Regions from separate parts of the Sus scrofa genome. Here region 2 is linked to region 1. The links are chromatin contacts, called in public promoter capture Hi-C maps. All regions are on one chromosome and are shown on one strand. Each heading gives the region's core, a stretch centred on a gene start, on an enhancer-like site or on the middle of the called end of the contact. The rest is flanking DNA. Distances are from core to core; before and after follow the strand shown. Region 1 holds the start of SHARPIN (sharpin). Region 2 holds the start of TSTA3 (GDP-L-fucose synthase).

Region 1 (4,018 bases), core at 1,475-3,974:
CTGAGGGGCCCCGCCCGCCCCAGGGAGCGGGCAGCGCGGCCGCCACACACCTGTCCTCCATGGTGCTGGTCTCCTCGGGGCCGCCCTCGCTGCCTCCACCGCCGCTCTCCTCCTCCTCCTCCTCCTCCTCCTCCCCGAGCTCCATGTCCAGCTCATTGCCGGCCTCCGAGGGGGTGTAGGTGGACCCACTGGGGGAGCAGGGGAAGCAGTCTTAAGACCCGTGCCCTCCAGCCTGCTGCTGACCCCAGGGAGAGCCAAGTCAGGAATGGGGGAGCCAAGCTGGGCCAGACCACAGGTGGGGGCAGGGAGGTGACAGGTGCCGACCGACCTGATAGAGCGGCAGCTGAAGAAAACAATGCGTTTCAGCCGCTTGTTGTAGAAGAAGTAGTTGAAGGACCAGAGGCTGCCGTCTTCCCCGAAGGGATCTGAGTCTAAGTCTGGGTTGTAGCTGGGGGTGCGGAGCGAGACGTGGTATGAGGTCCCAAGTGCCGCCCAGACCCAGGGCCCACCTGCAGGGATGCCAGCCCACCTGTAGATGTCGCACTCGGCCAAGCAGATCTCCTCATCCACGGCGTTCCACAGCTGTGGCTTCAGGGCCCTGAAGTCCTCCCGCACGGCGGAGAACAGGCTGCAGTTGACCGCGTTCACCACCTACGACGGTCACAGGTGGGGCTGGGAGAGCAGGTGTGGACTGGGCAGGGCCACACTCAGTGGGGGAGGGCACGCGGGACGGCTGGGGGCCTGCGGGTCCCTCCCCTACCCGGCCCTCACCCAGCTGAGGCTGGGCTCCCTGCTGAACTCGTGGCTCCGGGCGGCGCTGAAGTCGTAGTCTGGCCGGAAAGACTCATTGAGCGTGGTGATCAGGTAGAAGAGGGTCTTGCGGCTGCATTTGTCACTGAGGGGGCTCTCATCCTCGCCACCCTGGCTCTTGCTCAGTCTGCACGGAGAGAAGCGTCAGCCGGCGCTGTCCTGCACGCCGCAGTGCCCCGTGGGCAGGCCCTGCCCCCTCTCACCTGCTGGGGCTGAGGCCCGAGGTCTGGGGTGGGGACAGGGCCTCCAGCACGTGCGGCTGGCCCTCCTGGCAGAACTGCTTGAACATGTGCTTGTCGTCTCCCGCCATCTTACAGGAGTAGCTCTCGATCCTGGAGATGCAGGCGGGACCATAGAGGACGCCACCCCCAGGTCAGGTCAGAGCCAGCGCGGCATGAGCTCTGCAACGCCAGCCCCGGGCCCCGGCCTCACCTGCCAATGATGTGGGCATCTCCCGTCTCCACGGTCAGCTGCGAGTTGATGGCCTCGAAGCTGGAGTTCTCCAACAGCTTCATGTCCTTGGGGCGGAGGGTCCTGTGCTTCGGGGGGCTCGTGCTGCCTGGGGATGGAAGGTCAGTCTGTGGGTATCTGGCCCTTGAGGCTCCACCTTCGGGCCCTCCTCCCACTGAGTGGCACCACCATAAACAAGCTGGGTTCCTCCTGCAGCCTGCTCCCAAGCCTTCAGCACTGGTGGAGGGAACAGATGCCCTTTCACTGAGACTGGCAAGTCCAGGCCCACCGCAGCCACACCTCCTGCACTTCACAGGAGTTCTTGGGCCAGGCTGGGGGACCAATGGGGGATCCTGTGCACCCTGGGGATGCTGGTTTAGTGTCTGCTCCAAGACTCCCCGTTCGAACTGAAGAGCCCCGCCCACCAAGGGGGGCACTGTGAGCCTGCGAAGGAACGAGACTCCTCCAGCCAAGCTCCTCAGCCAGGTAAAGAACCCGCAGCCGGTTCGGAACCAGGAGACCAGGGGCTCGGCCCTGCGGGCCACCTGGGTGCGGCGCTCTTCCCTATTCTACAGGCTGCCTTCTAGCAAAGGGGGAGAGAAAAACCCATGAGTTCCTGCTTCACTCCCCAAGGACGCCGGGGAGCAGAGGGAGGCCCCACGACCCCCCAAGGGCTTGTCAGCGGGGCCGCTAGGGCGCTCCCGGGTCGGCCGGGTCTAAGGGGAACCCCAGTCTAGCCACGCGAACTACAAATCCCAGGAAGCCGTGCGCCTCGAGACGCACGCACGCGCGCCAACGCAAAGCCTGCTGGGGGCTGTAGTTCCGGAGCCGCCGAGTCGGCGCCGGGCACAGGGGCGTTCGCCTACCTGCTTGCGCTGCGCTCAATCCGGTTGGGCCGGGTCGGACCGGGCCAGACAGGGCAGGTCGATAGGCGTCGGTGCGGGTGAGAAGGCGGTGCGGGCCCCGGACAGCGCGAGCTCCTCAGGACCGGAGGGCGGCGCCGCGGCCTCCTCTCGGGCCGCACTGTATCCGGGGGAAGAAGCTCCGCGGCGACGTCCCGTTACTCCCGGCCCTGCCGGCCCATCCGGGCTGCCACCGCGACATAGCCACGCCCCTGTACGGCGCCCGACTATCGCGACCGACCTGCCCGCCGACCGCCACAGAAGGCCTGAGCAGGCGAGCGAACGACCTCTGCCTCCCCGGGCCGGACAACAACAAGCGTCCGCCAGGTCCGGCCCCACGCGTCTGAATGGCCCGCTCCAGCCGCCGGGATCGGGAGCTCGCACAGCCATTCGGGGGTTTACCCGCCGCTCAGTCCTGTCTTATGCTCCTACTGGCTGTGGCGCCTGTCCATCATCCTCTCCGCCGTGCGAACACGCCTTCCCCGCTGGCGCTCATTGGCCACGACCCCCGCCGGCTCCGCCCCAGGTGGCTGCCGGGGTTCCCAGGAGGAGCTTGCGGACTAGTGAGGTGTGGGCAGGACCGGGAGGCGGGGCCCGCGGCTGGAGGTCGGCTAGAAGGGGCCTGGGAGCGGTGTCTGGCTTCAGCCAGACGCGGACCTCTGTGCTGCAGTCCCCGCCCGACCCTTTGGGGCCTTCCAGTCGTGGCCAGTGTTTTCATCCTTGACACTTTGCCCCGGGTACGGGCCTCCAGGCCCAGTCTCGCCCTCCCGAATCCGGAGACCCTCGGCCGTGTCCTTCCTGGGCGAAGCGGGCGGGTCGGGCTCCGACGCTTTGGCGGCGCCCGGAACCCCAGGCTCGCGGCTCCAGTTTCCGGCCGGCGGAGGCGCTCGGCCCCCCGAGGCCACGGAAGCGGGCTCAGGGGGCCGGGCCGAGGTCGGACCGGAGATGGCGCCTCCAGCGGGCGGCGCGGCCGCCTCCTCGGACCCGGGCTCGCCGGCGGTGCTCTTGGCCGTGCACGCCGCGGTGAGGCCGCTGGGCGCGGGGCCGGACGCCGAGGCGCAGCTGCGGAGGCTGCAGCTGAGCGCGGACCCCGAGCGACCGGGGCGCTTCCGGCTGGAGCTGCTGGGCGCGGGACACGGGGCGGTGAGTGGGAGCAGCCGCGGAGCCGCGGGGGCCAGGTCCTTCCGTTCGCCAGCAGCGCCCGGGAGCGGTTTTTTTCCTTGCTTCTGTTTACTCGCCCGTAGACTGGAGGTAACGCTGGTACCTCCCTTCATAGGACGACTGAGGAGGTTTCATAAGATAATACGAGTAAAGGGCTTAGGGCAGTGTCAGTGGTCTACACACGTTACCTCGTGTTCTTTTGATCATCTTGCAGTGTGCGCTGGGGGCGAGGCACTGAGCCCGGACTCTCCCCCTCCTCAGGTAGGTTTGGAGTGGCCCTTGGAGTCAGTTTACTACAACGTCCGAGGCCCCAGCCAGCATGAGCTGCAGCCTCCACCAGGAGGGCCTGGGACCCTCGGCCTGCACTTCACGGATCCGCAGGAAGCTCAGCGGTGGGCAGCCCTGGTCCGCAGTGCCACCATGGAAGGACAGAATGGTCAGTGCCCTGGATCGAAGATTCATTTGATTGGCCAGAGACTGTGTCAGTGCTAGGAGAAAATCGCAGTAGCCCAGTCCCCCAGGCCTGGGTAGGGGACTTAGTGATTAGTGGGAAAGCTAGACACTCCTTACCCACTGCTGAGGTTCTGGGGAGATACCCAGGAGGGAGAAAGTAAAGAGCTGGCGCTTGGGGTCCCAGGCAAGTGCAGAGGGCAGAGCAGGCGGGCCCTCGGGACCTGGGTGAGGAGCTAGACTGT
Region 2 (4,104 bases), core at 939-3,438, 350 kb after region 1:
GCAAACTAAGAAAAACAAGAGAGCTCTCGAGGGCTAACCTCAGAGGCACTGTGCGAACATCGAGAACAGACACGTACGCCACTGAGAGAGAAGTCAGTGAGACTCAGATTCAACGACAAAAACCGTAACGCTTTCTGCATGTGCTTCCTTAACACGTCATCGTCATCTTTTTTTGGGGGGGAGTCTTTTTAGGGCTGTACCCCTGGCATGTGGTTCCCAGGCTAGGGGACACAGCCACAGCAATGCCAGATCACAGCCACATCTACAACCTACACCACAGCTCACGGCAACGCCAGATCCTTAACCCACTGAGGGAGGCCAGGCATCAAACCCACAACCTCATGGTTCCTAGTCGGATTCGTTTCTGCTGCGCCACGACGGGAACTCCAGTTCGGGTTTTTTCATCAATGCTCTTTGTTAAGTTGAGGAAGTTCCCTTTTATTCCTAGTTTGAGTGTTCTTATCATGAAAGGGTGTTAGAGTTTGTCAAATGCTTTATCTGTATCAACTAAAATGATAGTGTGTTGGAGTTACCTTCGTGGTGCAGTGGTTAACCAATCTGACTAGGAACCATGACGTTGCGGGTTCGATCCCTGGCCTTGCTCAGTGGGTTGAGGATCCAGCGTTGCCGTGAGCTGTGGTGTAGCTCGCAGACACGGCTCGGATCCCGCGTTGCTGTGGCTCTGGTGTAGGCCGGTGGCTACAGCTCCGATTCGACCCCTTGCTGGGAACTCCATATGCCGCAGGAGCAGCCCAAGAAATGGCAAAAAGACAAAAATAAATAAATAAATAAATAAAATAGAATGATAGTGTATTTTTTCCTTTGTTCTATTAATGTGGTGTATTACATTGATTTTTCTTTTCATTTTTGGCCACCCCTAAGCTTCCTGGCCCAGAGATCAGATGCAAGCTGCAGTTTCAACCTAAGTGGGATCCTTAACCCACTGTGCAGGACCAGCCATTAAACCTTCGTCCCAGCGCTGCCAAGATGCCGCTGATCCCACTGTACCACAGCAGGAATTCCTACATTTATTCTTTTGAATATTGGACCATCTCTTGAATTTTAGAAATAAATCCCATTTAAGCATAGTGTATAATCCTTACTGTGCTGCTTGATTCCTTTTTTTTTTTTTTTTTTCCCTCTTAGGGCCGCACCTGTGGCATATGGAGGTTCCCAGGCTAGAGGTCGAAATGGAGCTGCAGCTGCCAGCCCACACCACAGCCACAGCAACGTGGGAACCAAGCTGAGTCTGCGACCTACCCCTCGGCTCACAGCAACGCTGGATCCTTAACCCACTGATCGAGGCCATGGATCGAACCCGCATCCTTGTGGATCCTAGCCAGGTTTGTTAAGTGCTAAGCCAGGAAGGGAACTCCTGTTTGATTCCCTTTACTATTTTTTTTTTTTCTTCCTGGCAGCACCTGCAGAATATGAAAGTTCTCTGGCCAGGGGTCAAATCCGTGCAGAAATGCGGCAGTGACAACACCAGATCCTATCACCTCCTGCCACCTGAGAACTTCAGCGCTCCTGTCCTGAGGTCGAATTTCTTCTTCATCAGTGAAACCTCAATTTGGTTCTTAAGCTTTCAAAACCGACTACATGAGGCTCACTTTAGGGAGGAAAGTCTCGTGTTCTTTTTTTCCTTTTTTGGGGGGGGGGGGCTGCAGTTGCGGCACATGGAAGTTCCCAGGCTAGGGTAGAATGGGAGCAGCTGCTGACCTACACCACAGCCGCAGCAACAGGGGGTCCGAGCGGCATCTTCGACCCACACCACAGCTCAGCTCACTGAGCAAGGCCAGGGATCAACCCGAATCCTCATGGACATTAGTCGGGGTCCTTAGGGCTGAGCCACCACGGGAACTCCATGGAGTATGTTTTGTCTTTTTAATGTCCTCCGGTAGAGTATCAGAGTTGCAACTGCTTCTCACAAACACGCGGTTTTTGACCTAGGAAAGCAATGAGGAGTCGAAGCTCCCGCATTCTTACCGGTTGTTGGCTCTGCCGCTACTCCTCCCCGACAGCCCGCGGCGTTTCAGAGATGTGCGGCTTCTCCGCCCTGCCATCGCCCCCTCCGTTCCCGAGCCTCCGCTGTGTGAAGGCGAAGTCCGGGTCCGCGTGGGGAGGGGTCGGGGACGCACGGAGCCGGCGAGAACTACACTTCCCAGGATGCTGCGCGGCCCTGGACTCCACTTCCCAGCAGCGCCCGGGGCGCCTTCCGAGGACTCCATTTACCAGAGGACCGCAGGAGGGCGCCCCCTGGTCCCGCCCCCTCCCCGGTCCCGCCGCGTGGCTGGAGAGTCGGCCCGCGCCGGAAGCCGCTCTCCCGGCCAGGGGAAGGTGGGGAAGGGTGCAGGTGAGGTGGCGCGGGGTACCAAGGGGACCCCGAGGGTGTGGCGTGGCGAGCCGGCGCCTGGGCCTTGGGTGCCCCTGACCGCCGAGAGGCCTGAGGGGTGCCCGAGGGGTGGCCGGAGCCAGGGCTGAGAGAGGCCTGGGAGTGAGGGAGGGGGCCCAGCTGCCAGATGCCGGTGGGCGTGGAGGGGGCCCCCGGAGCCCAGGAGGGGATCCGGGGGCGTGGGAAGCTCCTGCAGTATGTGGTGGGGTCTACCTGCGGGCCTGCTGTTGGACTGCCTTCTGGTCGGGGATGCCCGCGGGCCCCTGCACTGGGGTCAGAGCTGTACAGTAGGGGCCTGAGCAGATTTCCAGCCCCCAGGATAGAGTCCTCAGAGGTGGTTGCGCCCTGAGGTCTGTCCACTTCTGAGTTAGAAGCGTGACTTGTCCACAAGGAACCAGGCCCTTGAAGGCTCTCTCGGACCAGCCTTCCCCGGCTGGGCGCCGCTTCTACCCGGTCTAGAATATGTGAGTGGAGGTTGGGAGCAGAATGCCTAGGCCAGGAGCCCCCAGCCCCAAGGTTGGCTGCCCCCCCACCTTGTCAGCCAGGAGGGAGCCGGATGTTCCTTTTCTTGGCCCAGTGAAGGTCAGCATTGGGCTTGGAGGGCAGAGGCTGGCTCTCCTAGCTGGACGGTAGCCCCAGGGCCCCTGGTGCAGCTCTAGGCAGAGGGCTCTCTGGGGATCTGGGCTGGGAGGAGGGAATGACTCAGGCTAGCTGGGTCTGTTTAGTCCCTAGCAGGCAGTGTCCCTTCCCTGGTGACTTCAGTTGGTGCCACTCGCCCCAGGGAGTCTCAGGCCAGCCCTGGGAAGTCATAGCGGGGCCCAGCGCTGAGGGCAGTGTCCCCAGGCAGGGCGTCCAGGGGGAGTGGGTCCTGTTGGGTGGGAGCATGATGGCCTCAGCCTCACACCATTTGGCCCTACAGGTGCAGCCAGCATGGGCGAGCCCCAGAGGTCCACGCGGATCCTAGTGACTGGGGGCTCCGGGCTGGTGGGCAGAGCCATCCAGAAGGTGGTAGCAGATGGAGCCAGGCTGCCCGGAGAGGACTGGGTGTTTGTCTCCTCCAAGGATGCCGACCTCACGTGAGTGGGCTCGTCCCCGAAGCACCCCTCCAAGCCCACTGCAGCCTGAGGGCTCCAGGCCGGGCCCGGGAGCCTCACGTCCGGGCCCTCCCTGCCAGGTGGCCAACCTGGCCTGGGTGTGTGCAGCTTTGTTTCTGAGCAAACTTCCTGGAGGCCCACACCCGCACACCAGTAAGGGCCTGACCTGGCCGCTCTCCCGTTTGGCAGCCGCTCCCACTATTGGCCCTGCCTGGCTCATGCCCCCAATGCCTTGAGCCAGGATGCTCATTCCCTTGGGCCTCCAAGTGGCCCCTGACGGCCTGGCTCCCCCCAGGAATGCTGCACAGACCCGGGCACTGTTTGAAAAGGTCCAGCCCACACACGTCATCCATCTTGCTGCCATGGTGGGGGGCCTCTTCCGGAACATGAAATACAATTTGGACTTCTGGGTAAGCGAGGGGCTCCAGTGAACACTGGGAGCCAGGACCTGGGATTCTGGGAACTTCCTGGCCAAATGTCCATGCCACAGTCCTGGGGACACCCCTGAGGGTCAGGACCTGGCACAGCTGGGTGGGGCAGCCCCCGAGGGGCCCCCAGTGACCCACTCTTGGTCTCTAGGCAGAGGGGCACCCAGAGGGCCTGGGGGCATTTGGCCCA

What was found. Promoter capture Hi-C pulls out the DNA fragments that hold promoters and counts their contacts.
Region 2: a contact with region 1 is called in a promoter capture Hi-C map of liver, with 6 times the contacts expected there. The contact joins the promoter of TSTA3 here to the promoter of SHARPIN in region 1. A contact is called at or near these places in 2 of 5 promoter capture datasets (fetal skeletal muscle and liver), 1 of 47 Hi-C or Micro-C datasets (omental adipose tissue) and 1 of 2 datasets of contacts at active chromatin or transcription factors (alveolar macrophages).

The regions. Positions count from the first base shown.
Region 1 is chr4:597,974-601,991 of Sscrofa11.1, forward strand. It overlaps SHARPIN (sharpin), which reads left to right and starts at 2,725. Exons shown (of 9, transcript XM_003125446.6): 1 at 2,725-3,305; 2 at 3,585-3,759. The coding sequence starts at 3,108. MAF1 (repressor of RNA polymerase III transcription MAF1 homolog) reads right to left here and starts at 2,547. Exons shown (of 8, transcript XM_003125444.4): 1 at 2,127-2,547; 2 at 1,243-1,369; 3 at 1,014-1,142; 4 at 772-937; 5 at 530-651; 6 at 329-448; 7 at 51-188. The coding sequence starts at 1,325.
Region 2 is chr4:948,759-952,862 of Sscrofa11.1, forward strand. TSTA3 (GDP-L-fucose synthase) reads left to right here and starts at 2,189. Exons shown (of 11, transcript XM_021090527.1): 1 at 2,189-2,353; 2 at 3,312-3,468; 3 at 3,782-3,896. The coding sequence starts at 3,323. ZNF623 (zinc finger protein 623) reads right to left here and starts at 2,152. Exons shown (of 2, transcript XM_021090510.1): 1 at 1,987-2,152. It overlaps LOC102165528 (a long non-coding RNA gene), which reads left to right. Exons shown (of 6, transcript XR_002343676.1): 6 at 883-1,102.